Regions from separate parts of the Oryctolagus cuniculus genome. Here region 2 is linked to region 1. Evidence: chromatin contacts called from public Micro-C data. All regions are on one chromosome and are shown on one strand. The core of a region is the stretch at or near the end of the contact, and the rest is flanking DNA. Distances in the headings are between cores, read along the strand shown.

Region 1 (6,608 bases), core at 1,397-3,896:
TTTGTTAGGATGGTTGGATCAATGTGTAATCAAGCAATAGAACAGGCAAAAAGAAGAAATTATATTATGATTTGTTATAATTCACAAAAATGCAAGATTGGACCAAGAGTTCTTTGCAAACAGTCAAGCAATTAATTCTGAGATTAGGCAAAGAAGATTCATAGACCGACTCCTTAGCATCCATGTGGGGTGATGTGTACTCAACAAATGATTCTTTGTCAAGCATTCAGTCATTCATTAAAAAATAAAAAAAGTATACTATGTCCTTCAACAGTAACAGTGAGCATATACCAAACCCAGAACTGTGGCTGGAAATGAAGTTAGAAAACTACCAATTAGTATTCTTTGGCAAACTGATACAAGCAAGCTCTCTTTCTTAAACACGGCATGAAAATATTAAAGTATGGAAACATAAAGGGCTATAAATCAGCAAACTTGGCAAATCCCCAAAATTTCCTACGACTAAACACAGAAACATCTCATTTCAAAGTCCTTTGCCTTTTCCCTGAATAAGTGTTTTAATGAACATAATCACAAGTAAGGCAAAGTTCCCTAAGCACTGGAAATCAAAACATCTTAATTGAATTTTTTGCAAAGCTGGTAGGGATGCTACCAGGAATTACAGACAGATGGGCTCATGAGTTACTGCAGAATACTTGATTGCATCAAAAGATTTATAAACTATCCTTTATTACCCTGGGTCAGAATGCTCAAAGCATTTGTGTATCTGACAAGAATTTCACATGCTGAACTACACCAGGGCTGCCAGCACCCTGTGCAATTTAAAACATTCACAAGGCTGTTCGAAGGTTTAAAATGTAGCACCTTTGTAAATGCTTATATCAGGGATACCGTTACATCCAAAGAGATGAAAAGAATAGCATATCCTCTGCCTTCTTGACTGTGCCTACAGCGTCCATACTTGCTGTAACTCCAAAGTAGAAGAAATAATCAATCATCATGATTAAGAGCACAACCAACAACAGGCCCTACAATCGATTTATTTATTTAAACATTGACAAAGAAGCAAGGACAGAAAACGGAGCCAGACTTCATATACACTCACGCAGTTAATGACACTCTCAAACCCCTCTCTCAGCTGTACTTCAGGTCAGAGAGAGTACGAACAGCACTGGCGCTCCATCGGGAAAACTGACAGACATCTGCCTGTTGGCAAAGCAGAACAAAATCTGCTACTGGTGCAAGCAGTGGACAGAAGGTGGAGCCAAGAAAAAACTAAACAAGCAAAGGGAGAAGGACTATTGCACGAGGGAAAGCAACATAATTTACACTGTGAATTCTAACAAAGATGGACTACACTCAAAGGAGGGGAGGGGAACCTACATCCTACAAAGCTAAGGTCTACACACTCATATAGGATTTACTAGACTGCTTCTTAAATCTCAGATAAGTGACACGAATACAGTTATCATATAGCATTTTCAGAATCACTTGAAGCATGTTTAACATAGAAAAATCTTAAAAATACACCTGATGAACTTCTCATTAATGTTTTACGTTAGACAGCCCAATCCACCAAGTAATCAGGTCCTTGCCATCTCAGCTGGGACAGGAGCGCAAGTCCCCCCTCTCTGGGAGGTGAAAGAAGAGGAAAGATTTCCGGACCTAACTCCCAGTGCTAGTCCCGCTGGAAGACCCAGAACAGCCGCTTACTTTTCCTGAGCCTCCATTCCCTTGCTGGTAGCGGGGGGCGTCACAGGCCAGGAGACATCTACTCTCCCTTCCAGGTTACCAAGGGATGAATCCACAGTGGAACTGAAATGTGGGCCACACCATTCAACAGGCACTCTGCAGAATGCTAGAATATCTATTTTAAAAAAAAAAAAACCAGAAAGCCGACAGACTTCAGGGACCACGCGATTCCCAAAATTGATTCTGGGGAACTGCGAAGCGCACACACAAACTTTAAAACACCATCGCATGAAAAACAGCGCCTACTTCAATAAAGGGGACTACGTGGAAACGAACACCCTTGCGGTGCCTGGAAAACTGATCCAGGGGCACCGTCTTTTCGTGGATTCCACCAAATCTGAGGTTGCCGAGGGTTACACAACAACGCAAGTGTTCGGGACTCAAATCCAGGCCTGACACCCTGCGGACCTCACCGGTGTCACCCGGACTTTCACACTGCAGGGAACCCACGGGGAGGGCGAAACAGTCGTTGAGTTACTGATAACTGAAGAACTTGGAGAGAGCGGCGGGCGAGGCGACCGCACCACCTCGCCGCCCCTTTCTCCTCCCCAGCCCGGGAGGCCCAGGGCTGCCCGCCCTCACTCCACCTCGGGATCCCGGCCGCGAAAGTCACCTGTGAAGGAGTCAGGGTAGATGGATTCCAGGGCCTCCAGCTCGTTACGCTGTTCCTCGCCGTAATCTGTCATCCTGGCTCTCGCGGCGTCCGCCCATGGATCTCGCAGACACCCAGGCGGCGCGCTGCAGGCGAGAGCGCGGCCGAGCAGGGAGGGCAGGCGGCCGTCGGGCGAGCGCAGGCGCAGAGCCCCAGCCGGGGAGGCCTGGGGCCCACAGCCAGGCCGGGCCAGCTGAGATACCCGCCCAGAGCCGGCCTCCGTTTGCTCCCCAAATCGGCGTTCGATTTAATCTGCCTACTCCGGAAGGGCGCCGCTTTGCCGCCTGCCTCACGTCAGCTCGGGGTTTGCTGGGACTTTGGACCTTCCGGTCAGGCATTCGCCAAGAACAGCCAGGGCCGGCTCCTGGGTGTAGTAGGGCCGGAGCGTGAAAAGCCCCTGAGCCCGGCGTCCTCGCTCGATGCGTCCGGGCTGGCGGCCGGCCTCGCGCGCCTGGGCGGGGCGGTGAGGCGAGTGCCGGAAAAGGGAGTCGTAGGCGGCGAGCCCTGTGGTGTCTGCTGGTGGTGGGGTTCGCGTGTGTTGGGGCTTTTCTTGGACTGCACGTTGCCCGACAGCCCACGGGAGTTGGGCGAGCGGCAGGGGCCAGTGTAGGAGCTGCTGAGCCAGGCTGTGTGTCCGCGCCGGGCGAGTCCGGAGGGTGGGCCCCTGGGCTAAGTCGAGGGGAACCGGAGAAAGCTGCTCCTGGGCCCGAGGTCTCCAGCCTGCCTTTTGTGAAGTCAGCGCCACTGAACGTAGACCTAAAATATCTGATTATTTCTGTGAGTCCATGAAGGAGATGTAGATGTCAGTAAATTTTGATATGCGTTCGGTACCTTGGACTTGGTGATAATCACTTCTCAGAACAAACAGTGTAAATAACATGCAAAGTAGATGCATACACAAAATGTATGCATTTAAGACACATACGAAAATAAAGTATTTGCGTCTGTCATCTGTTCACTGAAGGAATTGCAAAGATTGTCAGAGAACCATAATGGCAAAAGCTAAGAATGTGGCTAAATAAGCAATACGTTTTAGACTAATTTTTTTTTAAAAGATTTATTTACTTGAAAGAGATACAGAGAGAGGGCGAGAGACAGAGAAATCTTCCATCCACTGGTTCACTCCCCAAATGGCCACAGCAATCAGCAATGGGCCAGATTAAAGCCAGGCGCTTCTCCGGGTCTCCCACGTGGATGCAAGGGCCTAAGCACTTGGGCCATCTGCTGCTGCTTTCCCAGGTGCAGTAACAGGGAGCTGGATCGGATGTGGACCAGCCAGGTCTCCAAACAGTGCCTATATAGGATCCCAGGGATGCAGGAAGTGACTATACCTGCTACATCACAATGCAGGCCCCAAAAGGCCCCAGATGAACATTTTTTGAACTTTTTAGGTTTGTACTTTTGTTTATAAAAAAGGAACCTATGTTTGTTACATTATGATGTTAAGTCAAAAAAATTTTTGTTTTCTGTATTAAAGCTGGTTTCACTCATTTAATATGGGAAACACTTTTCAAATAAAATGCTCCTTAATCATGAAAGCTCTAGGGGCCGGCGGCGTTGTGACACAGAGGATTAAGCAGCCGCCTGTGGCTCCTGCATCCCTTTGTTTTACATCAGATCACTGTAATGTTGAAACAAAAGAGTGATAATCTGACCCTATTTTCATACTTTTGGGACAACACTGGTTATTGTGATGAAAATTTACTTAAGGGAGACAGAATCTGGAAGTGTAGAGACTAAATATAGGAATAATTTGTGCAAAAGAATGGTGATGTGGACTGGAGCAGCAATAATAGTAGTGAAGTAGTCATCGAATTTTGAATATATTTTAAAGAGAGAGAGCTGTTAGGATTTGATATAGGTTGTAAAAAAGAGAGCAATTAGGTGGTGAATTTCAGTAACACCATCCGGGAATTTTTTTTTTTTAAGATTTATTTATTTGAGAGGCAGAGTTACAGTCAGAGAGGCAGAGACAGAGAGAGGTAGAGAGGTTCATCCTCTGGTTCACTCTCCAAATGGTCATAATGGCGGAGCTGGGCCAATCCAAAGCTAGGAGTCAGGAGCTTCTCCCAGGTCTCCCATGTGGGTTCAGGGGTCCAAGCATTTGGGCCATCTTCCACTGCTTTCCCAGGCCATCAGCAGGGCTCTGGATCAGAAGTGTAGCAGCCGAGACTCGGGGTGCTAGTGCCACAAGTGGGAGGCTTAACCTACTGAGCCACAGCTCCGGCCCCTGGGCATCTTTTTAATTTGCCTTTTGTATTTATTTGAGAGGTAAGAAGACAGAGCTCCCATCTGCTGGTTCACTCCTCAAAGGCCTGCAAGGGCCCCAGCTGCAGCTGAAGCCAGGAGCCAGGAACTCAATCCAGGTCTCCCCCATGAGTGGAAGAAGCCCATTGACTTGAGCCATCACCACTGCCGCTCAGGATGTGTTACTAGGAAGCTGGAGTGAGGAGCCAGAGCCGGGTATGGAACTCAGGTACTCTGATATGAGACACTGGTATCTTAACCAGAGTTTTAACCTCCAGGCTGAACCCTGCCCGAATAACTTCTGGTTTAACACCTCATTTGTACCCTTTTCTGGCCATCTATGCTGATGCAAAACAGCAATGGAAGTGATCCTGTTACTGTGTAAATCAGATCTTGTCACTCCTTTGCTCATAATTCCTCCCCTCCTAACTCCAATCTCAGATGAGAGGCCCATGTCTTTACAATGCAGGCCCTGTAGACTCTGGCTCCTAAACCTCAGGACCTGCAGCTCCTGTTCCCTGTCTGACATTTTCTCTCCCTCTCTGATGCCTGTTCTCTGCTCCAGCCACAGTGTCTTTCCCATTCCTCAAAAATGCAAAGCAAATTCTCCTCCTAAGGTCTTTGCATAGGCTGTCCCCTCTACCTAGAATGCTCTTACCATACTCACATGGTTCATTCCTCATATCCTTCAAGACTTTCATCAGATGTCACTTTTTCAATGAGGCTACACAACCCTATTTAAAATTTAGAATTACAAATAATTCTCAGTACTCCCCATCCCCTTTACCCTAGCCTATTTTTCCACTGTAGCATTATACTAGAAATAGTTATATGTATGCTGTCTCTCCCTCTTGTAGAATTTAAGTGCTGTGAGGGCAAGGATCATTGTCACAGTTGTATTTTAGCTTAGATGGTAATCCCTAAAGCAGAGTAGGTACCTAGAAAATACTCACTTGCTGAATGAATGAATGAATGTAAAAGTACTGGATTCGAGGTTTTTAATACAAGGTTGTAGGTCTGTTTTGCAATTAATTTACAATATAGATTTGAGTAACAACTTTCTTGGGTCCCAGCTTTCCCATTTATATATTCAAGAAATTGTGTAAAAATGATTTCTGAGATTGTTTCCAGATATAAAAGCCTGTGGTTCTTCGAGATCACACTTATATTGGAAACAGTTTTATGGAACTAGACTTTAAAGTTAGCAGTTAATTTCTCTGACCCAAGGTGTTAGAGCCAAAGGAATATTTCCATGAGTGGAGTTGCCACTCTTAACAGCCTTGATATTAATGTTGAATCATATAACAAGTGGGTCCTCAATTCTGAGCAAAAACAAAGGAAGGCCAACACAAATTTTAAGTGGGGACATTTCCAATATTATCTTGCATTTAAGGACAAAGTATGAAGTGAGCAGGCAAGAAACAGTGTATACATGTTTCTTTTCTCCCATTTTGGCCATTTTGATCTTCCCTTTGACTTTCCTTTCTCCATCTTTTTGTCTGTCTGTCTCTCTAGCCTCTGCTTTAGAATAAAAGGAACTGGTTGGAGACGAAAGAGAAAATGAAGGAGCAAGGGAGGTTTGGAAGAGGATAGGGTTAGTGAAATGCAGTATAAGTTACTTAAAATGTATGGGGGGAAATGAATATGAGAATTAAAATTAAAAATTAAAATGTAAGTCACCAATTTGGGAAAATATGGTAAAGGGTTAAGTCAGAGCTTCTTCTAAGATATGTATGATTCCAATGGCAAATATTTTTTGTGAGGTCATTTCTAAATGAACTATTTTACTTCATTAAGAATGCTTTTTAAAAAAAATCCTAGTGTAATAAAAAAGATTTAGAATAGACTTAATAAAGTAGTTATGCATTTGCTTATTGTTAATCAGTGTGCATAAAGATTCTCTGTAAGATTCATGCAGTCTTTCTTCACATTCAAGTTAAGAATCATCTCTTCATGTTCTTTGTTGTCAAATGCACTATTGCTGTTTAATTTTGTA
Region 2 (6,608 bases), core at 1,296-3,795, 400 kb after region 1:
AGTGGACAGTGAGAGAGAGAGAGAGACAGAGAGAAAGGTCTTCCTTTTCTGTTGGTTCACCCCTCAATGGCTGCTGCGGCCGGCGCACCGCGCTGATCCAAAGCCAGGAGCCAGGTGCTTCCTCTTGGTCTCCCATGTGGGTGCAGGGCCCAGCACTTGGGCCATACTCCATTGCACTCCAGGGCCACAGCAGAGAGCTGGACTGGAAGAGGAACAACCGGGACAGAATCCAGCACCCTGACCAGGACTAGAACCTGGGGTGCTGGCGCCGCAGGTGGAGGATTAGCCTATTGAGCCGCAGCGCTGGCCACCAATTACATTTGTAAATATCATAATAACAACTATGACAAAGACATTTCTTATAGAACTGGCCAAAATCTGGTACTTTTTTCTGCTCAAAAGTAGAAAGGCAGGGGCTGGCACTGTTGGCATAGTGGGTTAAGTTGCCACCTGCCATACCGGCATCCCATATGGGTGTCGGTTCGAGTACCAACTGCTCCACTTCCCATCCTGCTCTGTTATGGCCTGGGAAAACAGTACAAGACGGCCCAAATCCTTGGGCCCCTGTGCCCATATGGGAGATCTGGAAGTAGCTCCTGGCTCCTGTTTTTGGATCGGTGCAGCTCTGGCTTTTGTGGCCATCTGGGGAGTGAACCAGTGGATGGAAGACTCTCTCTCTCTGCCTTTCCTTCTCTCTTTGTGTAACTCTGAATTTCAAATATCTTTGAAAGAATAAAAACAGAAAGGCAAAGTGTAATAAAAGTCTCCATTTTAGCTAACTTAAATTATTCAAGTTCCAAGGTAGAAGATGGTTTTACGGCAATTAAAAAAAAAAAAGAGGACTTGTAGAAAATTCAATTATTCATTCTTATCTATTCAAAAAGCAATTCCAGCCATGCAGCACAGAATCCATGTACATCTATTACAGAGAGAAATGAAGTAAGGACTAAGATCATTACTTTGGCTTATCTAGAAAGGAAAGAACTGGAAATACAGTACTGGTAGTTTGAGGCTTTGCTATGTAAACTCACCTAAATCTGTTGGTCTTCCCAGTTTATCATACAGTGTGATCACACAAATGTAAACTATTTATAAAATAAAAGTTTTCTTTGTGGTTTTTCTATGCTTTTAGAGGCTCTGACACACATGCAGAAATTAATTCTCCAAACCAGGACTGTGCCCAGTACAGTGGCCCTCCAGTATCCAGAGGTGGATAAGGACGAAAGCAGGGTGACAATCCAAAAGTCCCTTACTTCTCTTTTACAAGTACCAATTTGCAATCAGGAGAAACTGTATTCATTTTCTCCTTAATTTAACACAATCTATGGAATATTGTGCAAGACAGTGTGTTAGTTATTAGGTAAACAGAGGTAAATAAACCACAATCTTGTCCTCCTGCAGTTCAGTCTTCTCAAATATCTTTTGTGGTATGTTTGGGCTTCAACTTTGTCTGTGTATTGCCTAAGTACATTTTTGGTTTCAATATCCAAAGGATTTCAAGCAGTGATAAAGCATACTTAGTAGGCAAGACGTTAGGGGAAGCAATGGAGAAAGCTGAAGAGGCTGCTGTTAGAAACAACTTGAGGCATGAGTACATGCAACGAAATCTAACGCAAGGTGGATTTATTTCAGATTACTTCTGAAACAAACAACCATACACTTCATAGCTTAAAGTGACAATTTATTATCCGACTTCTTAAAATCAAGGTGTTGGGAGGACTGCACTCGTTTGGAGGCTCAAGGGTAGAATCTGTTTTCTTACCGTCCTACCTCCTAGAGGCTACCTCATTCCTAGGATCCTTGCTCCTTCCTCTATCTTCAAAACCAGCAGCATAATATTTTTCTCACTTTCCTCTGCTTTGGTCATCACATTTTCTCTGACACGCTGCCTCCTTTTTTATCTGGGCCATTGTAATTCCACAGGGCCCACCTGGACAATCTAGGATAATCTTCACTTGTGTAGATCATTAATTTAACCATACTTGGAAAGCTCCTTTTGCCACCTAGTAAGTTCTGAGGATCAGCACATGATCCTCTTTGGGGACCATCAGCCTATCATACAAGGCAAATCAGTACATAAAACTGCTTTTCACCTTAAGTCAATCAGCTGCATGTTGCATTCCACAAATTTGTTTTCTACATCAAAACCACCTGGATTATCCTCTTAACAACGGTGGTGAGTAGAGGCCCCAAGATAACACCACTTTCACTCACAAGTCAGCAAACTAAACCAAAGACATGACATCTGTTTCAAATGAACTCTCTTGGGTTGATTGCCATGAATAGGTATTTCATTGGATCCAAACTTGCCTATCTTACAGAACTAAACATGTTAATAAATCAAAGTTATGGCATTGTAAATAGCTATCATTCCCTCTAACAGTGAAGGGGCACGGAACAAGATTTAGCAAATAAAATTCTGATGTAATGCAGATTATAAATTGAAGACCAGCAGTAAATAATATGCATCACTTTGGTGTTAAAAAAAAAAAAAAACTGCTGAGGAGAGGGTAAAGGTCACGTCACTTCCACCTCAGGAAGGAGAAACATTTCACTATTCATCTGGTTAAAAATATTTTTGATCCCAACCAGACGGAGTAGTGGAATAGACTTACCTTTCTGCCTCAAAAAAACCCTGAAAACCACAAAAACATGTTTTCAGACACTGGACGGCACGCAGTGTGAGGACCGAAGTCCCTTGAATCACTCTGCCTATATGCTGGACGCGGTTTCCTGATGCATTGAAAGAAAAGTCGTCACTGCCGTCGGTCTTCGAGGACGACCTACATTTATTTACGTAAATATAATTGCCTTTCCAACCGGATAAACTCAGTAGCGAAACTAGGAAAATACGCTTGGCGGCAGGGAGCGGATGAGCCAATCCTCGGGCGCAGCGAGTTCTCGCGAGGCGGTGAGATCTACCGCCCTGACGTCACCGCCCCGGAGACGCCTGCGTGGGGAGGTTGGTGGGCGACAGCGCTGGTTGGGCGTGAGGGGGAGTGCATCTCTGAGCGCAGCGCTTGTGAGGAAAACAGACTCTGCCCTGCCGCTGGCTAACCGTTGCTGACATGAGCGGCCTGCATGGGGTCGAGAGCACCTCTCTCCCCCAGTCCCTCGGCCTTACTGTTCCCGAACATCCTCCTGGAGATCCGGACCAGAGCCTGAGGCTCAGCGAGGAAACCGAGGCGACGCAGGTGATGGCGGAGACGGGTGAGGGAAGTTTGGGGTCCGTTGCGCTCCCGCCGCCCCAGATTTTAGAGGAGGGGGACGCACCCCGGGATCCCGCGAGCTGTGGGCATGCTCCCCCGATCCGAGTCGTTGGGGGTCGCGGTCCCGTAGCGATCACGGCCGGGCGGGAAGAGGCTCCGCCTCCCTCAGAGAGACTGGGAGCAGCTTCTATGGTGGTGGCAACTCGCAGCAGGCTTGATGATGTCTTCCAGGGTGAGGAGAAGGCTCTCGAAAGCTGTGGCGCAGAGAGGTCGGAGTGTGAGGCGATGGTGGGGGCGAAGGCGGAGGAAGTGAAGATTGAAAAGTGTGCCTCCTTCTCAGAAGCCGCGGATGAGGAGAGGGCTGAGGTGGTGGAGACGGAAGGCGTGAAGGAGAAGCAGGTAGTGGCGGAGGAGATGGAGGTGGAGAAGCCAGCAGGTGAAGAAATAGAAGTGGTGGAGGAAAACGGAGTGGTAGAGGAGGTGAAGGAGGAGGCAGGGCCCTGGCATCTCAATGTGGTTCTGCGCATGAACCCCCTGGAGGCCATCCAACAGGAGCTGGACACTGTGAATGCTCAGGCTGACAGGGCCTTCCAACAGCTGGAGCAGAAGTTTGGGCGAATGCGTCGACACTACCTGGAGCGGAGAAACTACATCATTCAGAACATCCCGGGTTTCTGGATGACTGCCTTTCGGAACCATCCCCAGCTGTCCGGCATGATTAGGGGCCAAGATGCAGACATGTTAAGGTACATATCCAATTTGGAGGTGAAGGAACTCAGACACCCCCGAACTGGCTGCAAGTTCAAGTTCTTCTTTCGAAGAAATCCCTACTTCAGAAATAAGCTGATTGTCAAGGAATACGAGGTCCGATCCTCTGGGAGAGTAGTGTCTCTTTCTACGCCAATCATATGGCGCAGGGGACATGAACCCCAGTCCTTCATCCGTAGAAACCAAGACCTCATCTGCAGTTTCTTCACCTGGTTTTCAGACCACAGCCTTCCAGAATCTGACAGAATTGCTGAGATTATCAAAGAGGACTTGTGGCCAAATCCACTGCAGTACTACTTGTTGCGTGAAGGTGTTCGCAGAGCTAGACGTCGACCAATTAGGGAGCCAGTGGAGATCCCCAGGCCCTTTGGATTCCAGTCAGGTTAACCCTTACCCTTGGGAATGCTGCACAAGGTCTCTTACTATCTGCTGGACCTGTGCTGGGGTAACAGTGATGGGTCTGTCTTGTTGACCTTTCTTCACCCTGTCTTCTGCTGGATATTCCCTCCTCTAAACCTCAAACTTGAGACCATCATGGGCATGCTGCTTTACTTCCACATGACCTTCATGCTGTTCTGCATTAATAACACGTGCTGCATGGCTATGGTTCACACCACTGCAAAGCCAAGCAAATGATGGCTGTAGATTGCACTGTCTTTATCTACACTGCTTACACTCTGTTCCCAGGGCCTTTGTTCTGGTTACTACCACCTGCATTTCTAGGTTGGTTTGGAAGCCCATTCTACATATCCTCTGCATCCAGCATTACAGGCTCATGGTCTGTGGACAATTACTGGGGCTTAATGATATCATGGGAGAGCAGCAGGGGCCCACTCATTCCATATGATTTATGTTTCGCAATCACTCTTTCTGTAGCACTGATTATCTCGTAACACTACCTGTTACTATGCCTGTCCCCCTGGCTGCTGCCAAGATCCCTCTATCCCTCTTTCCCCCCTTCATTCCATTTCTTACAAACAAAACAAAACACTGATAGAAGCATCTGCAAAAAAAAAGGCTTTTTAGTTTACTTCGGCTTTGTTGTTGCTCAAGAGAATTTACTCTGTAAAGTTGTTAGTTGTTAGGGCTTTTTTTGCCCTCTCAGCTGTCCTCTCAGCTCCCCAACCCTTTTAGCAAATCCTGGAGGGCTCAAAGGAAGACAAATCTAAAAGGAATGAAAGGTGAGATCTGGTTTATAATGGATGGAAGAACTAAAGAAATTATGATGGGTGCATATTTAGGGAAAACTACATAAAAGGGCAGAGGCATCAATGAACCAGGTAAAATTGGGCCAAGAATGAGGACTTGGCTGATAGAGCCTTTTAGGAAAGGGTATTCAATCTGTTAGTGGTGATGGGAAGAATAATATGTTTCTTAGGATGGAAATAGAATTGAAGGGGGTGGTTCTATAAAAATGCTGCCTAAACAATGATTATTTAAAGAAGTGCAGTGCAACTTTACATGCTTTCTCTTTTGTTTTTTATGTGACCTGATGTACGTGGAAGAATAGTACTGTACCTTTGTTGCACTCATATTTAGTCTTGTTATTTTCTGTTTCTGCTTGGGAAATTGAGCTGTACTGACTTTCTTTTGCCTTCTATTGGGAACATTTGGAAGAATTAACAATTTTGCTTTCCTGTGCAATATGAAGATTTATGTGAATACTTATAATAGTTTTCAACTTGTTCTTGTTTCTGTTGAATTCCCTTGTATTTTCAGAAACAATTTGAATAAGTTGGTCATTTTCAGAGTTGTCAAAATATTGTTTCATGGAAAAATAATCTGCCAAAGACTGTGGCTTTTTTGGATAATTTGCTCTGGTAATAACTTAGTAATTGATGTGTCTCTTTTCCTAAAATTGCATAATACTTGTGCGATTGCTGTTTCAAACTGGAAATGTACCACTGGCATATTTGTCTTATATGCATGACAGTAAAATAAAAGCATGTCATTCTGCTAGATCTCTTTATTTTTTGTTTTAATTTTTTTTTTTTTAACAGGCAGAGTGGACAGTGAGAGAGAGAGACAGAGAGAAAGGTCTTCCTTTGCCGTTGGTTCACCCTCCAATGGCCGCCGCGGCCAGTGCGCTGCGGCCGGCGCACCGCGCTGATCCGATGGCAGGAGACAGGAGCCAGGCGCTTTTCCTGGTCTCCCATGGGGTACAGAGCCCAAGCACCTGGGCCATCCTCCACTGCACTCCCTGGCCACAGCAGAGAGCTGGCCTGGAAGAGGGGCAACCAGGACAGAATCCGGTGCCCCGACCGTGACTAGAACCCTGTGTGCCGGCGCCGCTAGGCAGAGGATTAGCCTAGTGAGCCGCGGCGCCGGCCAATTTTTTTTAATTTGAAAGAGCTACAGAGAGAGGGAGAGACATATTTTTTAAAGAATTATTTAGAGACAGAGTTACAGAGAAAGAGACAGAGAGAGAGAAGTCTTCCATCTGCTGATTCACTCCCTGTGGCCAGAGCTGAGCCGATCCGAAGCCAGGAGCCAGGAGCTTCTTCCGGGTCTCCCACGTGGGTGCAGGGGCCCAAGGACTTGGGCCATCTTCTACTGCTTTCCCAGGCAATAGTGGAGAGCTGGATCAGAAGTGGAGCAGCTGGGTCTTGAACAGGCACCCATATGGGATAC

What was found. Hi-C and Micro-C count contacts between places; a contact is called where the count stands out from the background.
Region 2: a contact with region 1 is called in a Micro-C map of ear pinna, with 5 times the contacts expected there. The contact joins the promoter of TSPYL1 here to the promoter of RWDD1 in region 1. A contact is called at or near these places in 2 of 6 Hi-C or Micro-C datasets (ear pinna and an unstated tissue).

What each region holds. Positions count from the first base shown.
Region 1 is chr5:54,485,330-54,491,937 of mOryCun1.1, forward strand. It overlaps RWDD1 (RWD domain containing 1), which reads right to left and starts at 2,647. Exons shown (of 7, transcript XM_008263401.4): 1 at 2,327-2,647. The coding sequence starts at 2,399.
Region 2 is chr5:54,882,175-54,888,782 of mOryCun1.1, forward strand. TSPYL1 (TSPY like 1) reads left to right here and starts at 2,546. Exons shown (of 1, transcript XM_002714728.5): 1 at 2,546-5,936. The coding sequence starts at 3,069. The coding sequence ends at 4,364.